Regions from separate parts of the Zea mays genome. Here region 1 is linked to region 2. The links are chromatin contacts, called in public Hi-C maps. All regions are on one chromosome and are shown on one strand. Each heading gives the region's core, a stretch centred on a gene start, on an enhancer-like site or on the middle of the called end of the contact. The rest is flanking DNA. Distances are from core to core; before and after follow the strand shown.

The links. Hi-C and Micro-C count contacts between places; a contact is called where the count stands out from the background.
Region 1: a contact with region 2 is called in a Hi-C map of leaf, with 2.7 times the contacts expected there. The contact joins the promoter of LOC100281260 here to the promoter of LOC100274565 in region 2. A contact is called at or near these places in 5 of 25 Hi-C or Micro-C datasets (bundle sheath, leaf, seedling and 1 more).

The regions. Positions count from the first base shown.
Region 1 is chr3:193,573,047-193,579,414 of Zm-B73-REFERENCE-NAM-5.0, forward strand. It overlaps LOC100281260 (disease resistance protein RGA4), which reads right to left and starts at 4,412. Exons shown (of 1, transcript NM_001154179.1): 1 at 2,889-4,412. The coding sequence starts at 4,285. The coding sequence ends at 3,050. It overlaps LOC100501828, which reads left to right and starts at 4,728. Exons shown (of 2, transcript NM_001196479.1): 1 at 4,728-5,050.
Region 2 is chr3:193,383,250-193,389,549 of Zm-B73-REFERENCE-NAM-5.0, forward strand. It overlaps LOC100274565, which reads right to left and starts at 4,135. Exons shown (of 2, transcript NM_001148920.1): 1 at 3,791-4,135; 2 at 1,472-2,646. The coding sequence starts at 4,052. The coding sequence ends at 1,733.

The DNA.
Region 1 (6,368 bases), core at 3,162-5,661, 190 kb after region 2:
GAACTCAATTGAGTAAAGTCAAAAGGGAGCAAAATGAGTTCAGCTGAAACAGTCAGACTTGCACCAGCTGCGGGTGGCACCGGACACTGTCCGGTGCCCAGGCTGGCGCGGCGATGAACTCGCTGCTCTCGGGAATCGCCAAGGACTCTGCGGCTAAAATTCACCGGACCGTCCGGTGTGCACCAGACTGTCCGGTGTGCCAACAATGTCCGCGTCAACGATCGACAGCGCAATCAGTGCGCAATCAACGAGCGACGCGTGGCCAGAGCCAACGGTCACCAGGCCGCACCGGACTGTCCGGTGTGCCAAGGGGACCGCGGGTGCAACGGTTGGCTTGCCAAACAAGGAAAGAAATCGTGCACTGTTCATGTCCGGTGGTGCACCGGACTGTCCGGTGCGCCAACGGACAGAAGGCAAGAATTGCCTACCAAATGGAGCTCCAAAGGCTTCTAGCTACCTTGAGGCTATAAAAGGGACTCCTAGGCGCATGGAGCAGTACACCAAGCCTCTATTGAACATCGTAAGACACCTAGAATCCGCAAGCACGCATCTGATTCGTTGTGTTCGAGATTTGAGCACTTGTTGAGCTGTAAACTCGCTGCGTTGTGTTTGTGTGCTTGTTTCTTGACTTGTGTGCGTTGTGTTGCTGCGACTCTAACACTTGCGTGTTTTTCTATTCCCTCCCTTACTCTTGTGGTTTTATTGTGATCAATATTGTAAGGGTGAGAGGCTCCAACTTGTGAAGATTCCTCACAAAGGAAAACATCTGCTACAAGGAAGAAAACCGTGGTACTCAAGGTTGATCTTTGGATCACTTGAGAGGGATTGAGTGCAATCCTTGGCTAAAGGAGGTCACCACAACGTGGAGTAGGCATTGGCCGAACTACGAAATAAAATCACCATCTCTTGTGCCACTTTTCATTGTGATTGATTTCTTAGAGTTCTCATTTAATCACTTGTGCTATTGTTCCTCAGTTCAATACTCATTCTAAAGGAATAATCAAGTGAAGGGTTCTCTCTATATTCATAGCACCTTGGTTTTGATCTCTCTATAATCAAGTGTTGATTTTTACAGGATCACCTATTCACCCCCCTCTAGGTGCTCTCAGGTGCACATAGGACAGTGAATAGTAACATGTCTGTTGCACACAGGACAGTGAATAGTACCATGTCTGTATTTGGCTTTTGCATTATACCTTTTGTATTGTATCTCATCACTAATTAAATTGATGGGATCCTTAGTTTTTTAGAGGCCTCGAGTGACGACTCTAAATACTCCAGTATCAATAGTCTCCATATATACCTACATATGAATTTTCTAATATAGAAATTGTCTCCCTCAGACATGGAAAGCCTAATCGAACATCTTTACTCTAGGTGGTGAAGCCTAATCCAATGAGTATGAGGCTTTGATACTAATTGAAAGAATCAAGATTCCTTAGAGGGAGGATGAATTAGGCTTCTCTAAAATTCTTGCACAAATTAAAGCCTATCAACAAGATCACTTTACCCATTGTGTCTATAAGTGTTTCCACCTTACGATCAAGAGTTTAGCTTCCTAGGTTCTAACCTAGACTAGCATGACAATTCTAGCAATGTAAATACTTGAATGTAATTGGTCAAAAGTAAATGCTCAAAGTAATGTAAGGATAGAAATATCTTGATGTTTTTCACAAGGTATCGAAGGGTTGACACTCTTCACTAGTCATTATTCAAGCACCCACAAAGGATGTCATTCTCCCTTGATTCACACAAGGACGAAGTACTCTCTACTAGTTGGGTTTTTGCCATTAAATCATGGTGAACCGCCTAAAACCTTGTATGCCTCGAGTTCAGTCACCCACAAACTCTCGAGGTGATCATCGAACTCCCAATCACCACCAGACTGTTTGGTGAGCCGATCACTAAGTGTAACAAGACCATACTCTCACTTGAATAATCCAAGGCTAATGAGAACAATGGTTGTATACTAGCTACTTTCAATGCGCTAATGAGGCTGCTAATCACACGATTATCATCTCTTAGGATACTCACTTGGCAAAGGCTCTTTCTCACACTATAAAATGTTTCTTTAACTGATCAAATGGGCAAGAGAGTGAGAATAGACTAGTTGAAATGTATTTATACAACGCAATTGGCCAACTATCTGTTAAAATAACTCTATGCTAAACTCACAGGCGTTGGATTACCCAATGCCTGGCCGTTGGATCATCTGCCTCGGTCCGACGATACTCAATGGTCATAGTGATCTAGTTGTCTCAGATATAGCCATCAAGAGTGTATTATAAGGGTGTATGGTCTGACTAACCATCGTCGGACCAGTTTGAGGTTCTCGAAACCTCTCAAACCTCTCAGTTCAATATTTGGTCAACATAGTCTACTCCTATATGTATTCTTCCTCAGGTGTCAGCCATCACAATTGGTTCTTCGGCTTCTCTAGTCCCTCGGTTCAAGCCTCATCGTTCGTCCTTCATCGCTCCCGATCCATATGCATAAATCTGCTTGACTTCACCTTCGCCATCACCATCGATCATCGTCTCTATGCTCCATACCGGCGTATGGTACGCCAAGACATGTTGCACAATACCACACTTTCGCCATGGTTACTCTCCAATCTCAACCGACGCCGATCAACTCTTTGACAATAGCTCATCATACTTTAAATATTATGGACAAATAAACTACGTTTGCAAAAAGAATGCAGCCCAAGCAATAATCAGGGTAATGTTACAGAACTGAGAAAATTGAGGGTAATGTTACAGAACTGAGAAATTTGAGCTTGTCTTAATGTGTGCATATAACCCCCTTTCCTGCTATGTTTATGTAGAAAGCATTCATTTAGACTGCTGCAACGCAGGAATTTCATTAGAATCTTGAAGGAATTTCACATGAATCAGCTTATTTTCTCGGTTTATTAATTTCACAGGAATAAACAGGAAACTTGTCCGGTGTTCCAACCAGGCGAGGATTCTCGAAGCCACTTGTCACTACTCGCTTCTACAAACGGATCTACCACAACATATGTGTTGCCTATTTCAGGCTTCCGCTGTTACCTAGCAGTGATGATATGGTCACTCTTGCCGAGTTCCTCGCTGGTAGATGTCGATGCAGGTGGCGAAACGCTGCTGCTTGCGAAGATGTCTCCCATTGTCTTGGCTGCCGATGGGAACCCGCCACAAGTCTCAAGGATCTCCTGTTTCATATGGTTAACAGTGACAAGATCGACAGCCTTTTTCTCCTGGGGCTGGGAAAGAACAACATCCATGAAAATTGCCCAGCTCGCGCTGTCCACCAATGGCCGCACACGGTACAAGCAGCTCTTCCTCACCATCGCCTCTGCCGCCTGCTCCAGCCGGCTGGTGACGATCACCAGGCCACCTCTCCCTTTGGGCAGTGCGAACGCGAGGCGTTCTGATAAGACAGACAGGTCGTCGGCTCTCCGCATGGCGTTCTGGGGGCCAACGCCAACAACGTCAGAGTACCAGCTATCGATGTGCCACACGTCGTCGAACACTATGAGGAACCTCTTCCCCTCGAGCTGTTCGTGGACGGCGATCGTCAGCTCTGTCAGGCTATCGCTGCCGTTCATGGACAGGATGGCATCCTCCTCGTGTCCAAGAGCCATGAGCATCCCCTGCAAAACTTCCTTGCGTCTGTCTGCTCCAGCAGAGGCGGTGCGCGACATGCACATCCATATCCTGGGGAAGAAACGGCCTTTCGCACGCGGGCTGCTGAACAGGAGCTGCGCGAGCACGGTCTTCCCGATGCCGCCCATGCCCACGATGCCAACGCCGTTAAGCTTCCCCGCGCCGCAGTCCCTGAACGCCATGGACTCCAGCTCCGCGAGCTGCTGGTCAAACCCATGGATCCTGCTCCCTTCGAGCCAAGACGTCGTCCAGCGGTCCAACCCAGCGGCGGCGTCCTCCTGCGACGCCGCAGCGTTGCCACCGGAGTCGTTCTCGACGCACTCGAGGACTCTGCGCCTGACCGCGGTCACCCTCTTCTTGGTCTTGGGGAAGCGCCAGGCGTCGGACTGGGCAAAGCACCAGCGCTGCTGATTAGGCCGGTTGGCGAGCCTGCGGCACTCGGCGAGCAAGTCGTTGAGTTCGTAGAGGCACTCCCGGAGCTCATCGGCGTTGGCGGGAGAAACGGCCGCCTTCTCCAGATCGGTCCTCATGTCGTGGAATTGGGCGCGGAAAGGGAGCTCCGCCTCTGCGTCCGCTGCCTCCTCGGTGAAGCTATCCACGAACTTCTTCACAAGAAACTGGACGACTTCCACGGCCATCGCGACGTCGGCCTTCCTCTTCAGCCTCAGGAGTGTGGCTTGTAGAGAGACGACTAAACAGGAGACAATTATTCAGCGTTTCTCCGGACAAGCGCCGGGAATTGTGACTTTGCATAGCAGCTCAATCAAGTGGGCGCAAAACGCGTAATAGTTAGTAGCCAGTAAACGGAGACTGACTGAGGACAAGCCATGGCCACATCGGCGGTCGCCGGTTGGTCACCAGTCGCTAGTGCCTAGTGTTGATGGTCACCAGTCGCTAGTGCCTAGTGTTGACCCAGAGACGACTTGATTCGTTTGTACTGATCTCGGATGTACTAAACAAAACCCTCCTTCCCCAAGAAAAAGGCAAAGGACAGAGGCAGGCAGCGAATCAACAATGGATGCGAACTGGACATACATGGACAGCTTCCTGACAACATGGAATGAGTGGGAGATCCGCATGCTTGTGCTCACCAGCCTCGCCCTCCAGGTGTTCCTCCTCTTCTCCGCCGGCATCCGCAAGCGTAACGTCTCCGCCGTGCTGAGCCTGCTTCTATGGTTGGCCTACCTGCTCGCGGACTCCATCGCCATCTACGCGCTCGGGTACCTCTCCCAGACGCGCGTGCCCAAGGGCGTGGACCCACAGTCCTTCGAGCGCACTCACCGCGTCCAGGCCTTCTGGGCACCGTTCCTCCTCCTCCACTCGGCGGCCAGGACACCATCACCGCCTTCTCCACCGAAGACAACGAGCTCTGGAAGCGCCACCTGCTCAGCCTCCTCACCCAGGTACGCGACCAGCTATGCCACATGCGTGCTTCCAGTTTTTTTCCCTGCGCCGGCCGGCGATGCCCCGCCGTAGTCAGGCCTCCTGTTTGTTCAAACATACCGAACAGAATTGAATGGGCTAAAATCTTTGATATTTAACTTTAAATTAGAAAGGGATTTCAGTCCCTTCGATCTGCTTTGGTATTTTTGCTCTTAAACAAGAATCTACATCGTATAAGCTAGGACCACACTTTCATCTTATCTCCGGCCACCCGTGACTCTTCGATCCATCCTTCCCGTCACGGATACTTGCGTTGGGAAAACAAAAACAATGCCAGGTAATTAAGTTTACAGCGGCCATTAAATGGAAACCTTGCAAACGGAGAGGCTTCCTTGTCTTGGTGAGGGAGGCTCCGATGATGAAGATTTTTGGATGGAGGGAGTATAATCTAGTTTAAATATATATAAACAACCAACACATATTATTATGTGGATTCTATAATCTAGATATCTAGGTTATAATATCCATAAACATATCAATAGATGCTTATATAATCCATAAGCTAGATTATATAATTCTAGAATGAAATTCAAGCTTGACATGTTCGGCCCACAAAACCGTTGTTGTTTGTATGTATATTGGAAAATATATATATATAAACAGATGAATTATCTATTTACATTGGGCACATGATTTTAAATTTGTGAAGAATAATACAAGCTATTATTATATCATTTATGATATTGGTCTGTTAGGCTATCTCCAACAAGGTTCGGTAAACCGACCTGTACGCTAGAAATAGCAGACCGAGGCGTCTTTGAGGCCTCCAATAAGATCCGCTATAGCCTCCGGTAAAATTTAGGGTGCGTTCGTCGTCCGCTATCTGTAGCGTGCTAGCTTTCGCTCGCTATCCGTTGTTCACTCCCGCGCTGTCGTCTTCTGTTGTCTCCCGCACCGGCTCGGAACCCTCTCGTCGTCGCGCCCACTGTGCAGCACATCCCCTCCGGTGTACGGCTCCAACACGACAAGGTGTTCTCCCCGCTCCGGCCCAGCTTCCCCTCCATTGGCCGCGCACGCTCCCCCGACTCCCCAACCAATCTGTCCACACCAAGTCGCAGTAGCTCATGTTGTCGGGGCTCAAGATGATGCGTGTGGAGCGGCTTCGCATGCTGGAGGTTGGCGGCGCTGTGCTTGAAGTTGAAGACGTTGTGGTCAACCACGTCGTCGCTTTCAAACCGAATCTGGTTTTGGACACGCAGGCAAGCAATTTGTCTTCGATTGCTTCCAGACCTAATCTGAATCCCTCATCGCACTTCCTCCTCACGGCAAAACAAGATT
Region 2 (6,300 bases), core at 2,885-5,384:
CGGAGCGCCGTGTTAGGAGTACGACGGCACACGCTCGCACGAACGACGCTAGGAGAGATAAAGTAACCCAGGGGTTACAAGCCAAGTGCCCCAAGGAGAATACGAGTCCCAACTGTAGAGTCCACCCTTGAACTATAAAAGGGTTGGACAACCTTCTTTCTATAAAAGGGCTGGTCAACCTTCTTTCTACACACAAGCACACAAGCTGTTAAACGCCTCAAGCAATACTACGATCAACACTACACTGAACTAGAGCCTCGGCCTGAATCAGTATAACCCTTGTGCCTCAGTTCCACAGCTCGAATCCCCACGATTCACCATTCAGAGTGAGTTCATGTTTGCATCCCCACCGAACATAAATCTATTGTCATCCCGGTTTCCGAAACCACGACACATCTCTACATATATGGTTTCTTAGATGTATGGGAGAAGACTAAATCACACATAATCCAAGTTAGGAAGCAAACAAGAATCAACCTCAGCCATATGCAGTCTTATATTAACTTAGGGCATGTTCGGTTGATCCCAAATCAAAGAGATCGAGGGAGATTAAGGGCCTATTTGTTTTGGCTTTTTTCTGACAAGCTTTTCTAAGAATCTAGATGTGTGGAGAATCTGAGTATTATGAGGATAACATGTGGAGGAAGATGACCGGGTTCATAGGGTTTAGGATCTAGGAAGTGGTGTATCCCTCCTGTCGCAACGACTCAACCAATTGTATGTTAACATTGATTTTGGATGATTTTCAACAAAGTGGTTTTTATAGAAGTTGGCTGAAAAGCCGAGTGTTTGAGAGTCCGTAACAACTCTTGGTGGCTAGAATCAGCAAAAAAACTGAAACAAATAGGCTCTAAATCTCATACAAGTCAAATTTCTCATCAACCCAATCACCTGATCTTGAAAACTACCGAACAAGCCATGATAAAAAAACACGCATGAGAAATAGTAATAGTAATGGCCTAAAAAAAGCAGGAACACAACTGAAAGTAGACAAGCGGACTAGAACCATCACAAGAATTGACATGGACTAAGTAGAGATGGCCAAACGGGTCGCCCGGTCCGGCCCCGATGAAGCCCGGCCCACCAGGCACGGTTAGAAAACCGGACCGGGCCTTCTAAGCACGCGGGCTCAATTTTCTGTCCGAGCCCGGCCCGCAGCGGGCCTAAACGGGCCGGGTCGACCCGTTTAGCACGAAACAAGCGGGCTGAAAAACGGGCTATGCGGGCCGGTAAGCACGTTTTAGTGTAAAAAAAGCGGGCTTAACGGGCTTAAAGGTAAACGGGCCATGCCGGGCTAGCCCACCGTGGCTAGTTTTCTGTCTGAGCCCGACCCGCTTATTCGTGTCGGGCCAGCCTAGGCCCGCATAGAACCGGGTCGTACCGGGCTCGAACCGGGCCCAAACAGCGGGCTTCGTGTCGGGCTCGCGGGCCTCGTGCTTATTGGACATCTATAGGACTAAGTTTACTGGGACGACGGAATGTAGGAAAACTGATATGTTTAGTGTAGCTTACAGGTTGGTACAGATCATGATACAAGTGTGTATATTATTCATATATAGAAACATTTCTCAAAAGTTATTTCAATATTGACATAGTCCATTGAAACATATCCTCAAGCAACAAACACTGATACAATATAGCTGTAACATACATGGGAAGAAAAACATCAACCTCTGGTGCACCGATCAACACAAAAGGATGGAGGAAAGCAATCGCTGTAACAATCCAAGTTTTAGCATATGAAAGCGACATGAACATGCTCATCGCTGCAGTATAGTCCAGGCTGTTGAGTGTACCCTTGCTTGGACAGCAGCTCACGTGCTTTCATCACGAGATCCTTATTCGTCACCTTCCCGTGCTTGTCTGCAAGAATGGTTTGGATAGCATTGCTCAGAGCACCAAAGGAGACACCCTGCGGTGTAGTTGCATCCGCTGATGTTTGGTTAGTCTGGCACCCACTGATCAGAATGCCATTGTTTGGTGCCCAGGCCTTACTCCCGGCGTACACCTCGTCAACACTGTGAACCTCTTGCTCTAATGCAGGTTTGAAAGCCTCTTCCTCCTTCCCTTCAAGCTTAGCCTTCAAGAACTCCTGAGCAAGGGCACCAACCATGCCAAAGACACCACCACCACCACTGCCTTGCTCACCTGACTGGCCCTGGTGGAACTTTCCGAGCATGACCTTCATGAACTTCTTAATCTTTGGGCTGGCATCATCACCAAAGATGTTGAACAGCGTCATCCGGATAGAACCCACATCAATGTCATCCTTTCCAGTTTGTTCCTTGAGCATCTCTATCAGGGTCGAGAGTGGCAGGGAGCGGTTTTTGGTGCGGCCATTTCCAGTTGGCTGTGCGTAACCGTCGTCCTGGTCATCATCCCCATGGCGACGACTATGAGGGATGTGAATCCCCTCAGACTCGAACACATCGCGGACAGTCTCTTTGAGAAATGACCGGAAGCCGCTGCCAGAACCAGAATGACGAGGCTCATCAGGTTCACGGGACTGGGTCTTATTCTGCTTGGTGCTATTACCTATCTGCTCCTTAGCACTGTCCAGCAGGCCACCACTATGGCATGAGTCAGAGACGATGGTGAATAGGCAACCTTCAGGGACCTTCTGCACGAGTTCCCTGAAATCCTGATCTGCAGATTGAAACAAGAATTTTGACACTGAACTTTTTCCATGAAAAATGACAAAAGAAAAGCATCAGACGAAGGAAAAAAAGCTTTGCCGCTACTTTTGTCCAACGAAATACTCCCTCCGTTCTTTTTTATTTGTCGCGATTTAGTTCAAAAATAAACTAACGGACGACAAATATTCGAGAACAGAGATAGTAACTTCTACGACTTCGGTACAATTACCGACAACCAATAACCACTTGCACTTGGTCGAAAAATGACCCAACTAGCAACTCCACTGCACCTAGACATGGCTAACAACTAAAACAGCTCAGGGCACCACACTACCACAGCCCTAAAACCAACTAGCAAAACAGGTAAACTCTGGCAACCTATGTAGCGGAACTTGAATTTCATCATCCTTCTGTAAAGACGTTTGACCATTGAAATGAAGCAATGTTCAGTTACACTTGGATGGAACTAAATGACTTGCTAAACTAAAAAACCTCCACTGCTAATTAAGTCATCTGAGTAACCATGTAACTGACTCGTTACCATTTGCTACCATGTTTCCAAATGGAAACCTATTAGATAAACAACTAGAGTGCTATCAGCTGGAGTTGAAGGACCTTGGGAGATACATTCACCGAAGTAAATTTGCATGCTCAAAATCGTGAAAGCTTTTTTACTAGATATTATCGTTGGGCCATGTAATCCAAGTCTAAGATATAACCCCTCCACACAATTTAACGTACTCTATGAATTTGCTATACACGTTTATAACATCATAAGAAAAGCAGTCGTCATACCTGAAATTCAATCAGATAGTATAACCACTAAAGATATTGACAGATCAGACTTATACAAAGTTCCCGCTGTGCGACACTAGCAAATGGGGAAGCCTAATCATCAGCCTTAAGCGCGTGCTTCCAGATCACAGGATACCAAAACTACAAAAGCGATGTCAAATGTTTGGATTGGAACAAACACGCGAACAGATCCACATCAGCCATCAGGTAGGCGTTGACCAATTGCTTCCACGTTTAGATTCACATCTCAAGGCATCCGTCTAAATGCTGATCGTGTCGTTTTTACCAGTTCCAGAGTAGCACTTTGCAAGGGGAAAACGAAGCACAGAGGAGAAGGTTAATGGATCCCTCGACCGCACCTGTGATGAGGTTCATGTCGCAGGGCACGATGCACTCGTCGTAGCCGGTGTCGTCGTGCTGCCCCGTCTCGGCTGGCAGGCGCGTGCCGTGGCCGCTGTAGTGGAAGAAGAGGAAGTCCCCGGGGCGGGCATCCCCGACGAGGCGGGCGAGGGCGCGGCGGATGTTAGCCCCCGTGGGCTGCGGCGCGGATCGGTCGGCGTCGGTGAGGACCCGGATGTCGGCCTCGTCGAAGCCGAAGCGGTCGACAAGGCAGCGGCGCATGCGGTCGACGTCGTTGTAGCAGCCCTTGAGCTCGGCCTTGGTGCCCGGGTAGTTGATGCCCACCAGCAGCGCGATCTTGCGGCCGCCCATCGTTGTTCGCCTGCGTGGATCGCTGCCCTGGTGGGTCGTCGCCGGCGGGGGTCGCCGGCGTTGTAGCGGACGCGCTGATTCGTCGGGCGGTGGTCGGGGAAACGGCCCTGCCTTTTTAGAATTTTAGGTGGTGCTGGTGCGTCGCCTTCGCGTCGCGTCCGTGTCGATTGTCCTTTGCGTTTCTGATCTGGATCGTGGGGACACGGGATTGGTGGGGGTGTGCTGCCGGGTGCCAATATTTCGCCGCGTCCATTGGATTGTTTGTTACTCGTACTACTTGGCTCCCCGTCGTCGTCGATGGCTCGATGCAGGTTTACCTGCTACTCGTTTCCGTGTCGGCAGCAAAATCAACGTGTAGCATGGTCGTAGTACTACCACAGCCAATGGCCCCATGTCATACTTTTTAGCCATCGAACCTGTACTTTATTATCAATAAATAAATGATGGCTGAGAACACCGTAGATTCATGGTTAGACTTGTGATGCTTGAAACGTGAGAGAGAGAGAGAGAGAGTTTGATCGGATTGCAAATTGCACCTGTCGATGCTTGGAGAAAAAAAAAGAGAAAATTCCTTCAATGTCATTGAAACTTATATTGATCCCTTCAATCTCATTAAAATTTATAGCTTCCCTTTAATACCATCAAATTTAGATTTTAATCCTTTGAATGCCATCACCGTTAGTTTGAAGCTAACGTCGTTAGTTATATTTAAAGCAAATCCCTCAAATGTCATCAAAATCTATACCGATCCCTTCAATGCCACTAGAAATTGGTTCGATATATTTGGGTTTTAAATTTTTCAAATTAAAAATAATTGAACCCAAAATTTTTGAAACGCGAATATACCACATTGATTTTAAATTTATCTCCCTCTATTGTCATTAGTGTTTGTTGTTAGTTTAAAAAAATATTAGGAATCAAATAGACCGAACTGATGTAGCGGAGTAATTTTTGATGTTTACAAAAAAAATATGTACTAAAGTTTTTAAAAATTGTGGAATTGGTCCATATTTATTTATTCTAGAATTTTTAAAATCCAAATAGATCAAACCAATTTCTAGTGACATTGAAGGGATTGATATAGATTTTGATGGCAATGGAGAGATTTGCTTTAAACAGAACTAACGGTGTTAGTTTGAAACTAACGGCAATGGCATTTAAGATACTAGAATTTAAATTTGATGGTATTGAAGGAAAGCTATAAAATTTGATGGCATTGAAGGGATTAGTATAAGTTGGGATAGCATTGAAAAGATTTTGTAAAAAAAAACACCGGCATCCAGGATTGTCAGTTACTCTGGTGCTGAGAAAATGCGCAGACGAGAGAAGTGAATGCATGTGCCATTGTTTATCTTTGAACGGGCCCCACTTCGATGCTTGCATATTGTATGATTTTGGAACGATGTTGAATACTGGACGTGTCAGTGGACGTCTCGATGCTCACCACGCGCTGTGGGTAGTCTTATGGTGATTGACGGTGAAGTTCCGAAGAGTTGTTAGTCTTGCTGCAGAAAGCTGATGTAGATGGCTAATTAATGTATCAACTGAAGCGCCGGCTTGATTCTCCGGTCACTGAATGCCTTATCATGAGCCCCTGGCCACTCCAGCGTCGGCTGTCTGGAGGTTGAAGTTGAAGATGCTCGGCCAGCAAGGTGGGCTGGCTCAAAACAAAAGTTTTTCTTTTAAAATTTCTTATTTATTTTTAACTTAAAATATTTATAAATAAATTGAACCTTTATTATATATACACACACGGTTATCACACATTCACACCATCACTCTCGTATGATCTGATACCCAAAATACACACCAAGACGACGTCAACTCCAGTGGTTGCATCCAAGTATGGGCCAAAAACATTCGCCACACATTCCAATCCAAGTAACAACAAGATTATGAAACACAAAAAAAAAAACTTGGTGGTCCTTGCTCTTCCTATTCTATAGTGAGACCGTAAGCCTTGGAAGAAGAAAAACAATGGCATTGTAGTCAGATCAATCATGGAGTTGTGGCGTGTGATAGATCCACCAGAGTCACATGGAACCGGAGGCCCTGTAGCTTAACGAATAACGAAGCTTCCCAACAAGTCACTGTTCCCGCCATAAAACCATGCAAATTAAAAAGCAACAACCAAATATAGCCAGACCCCAGACCCAGA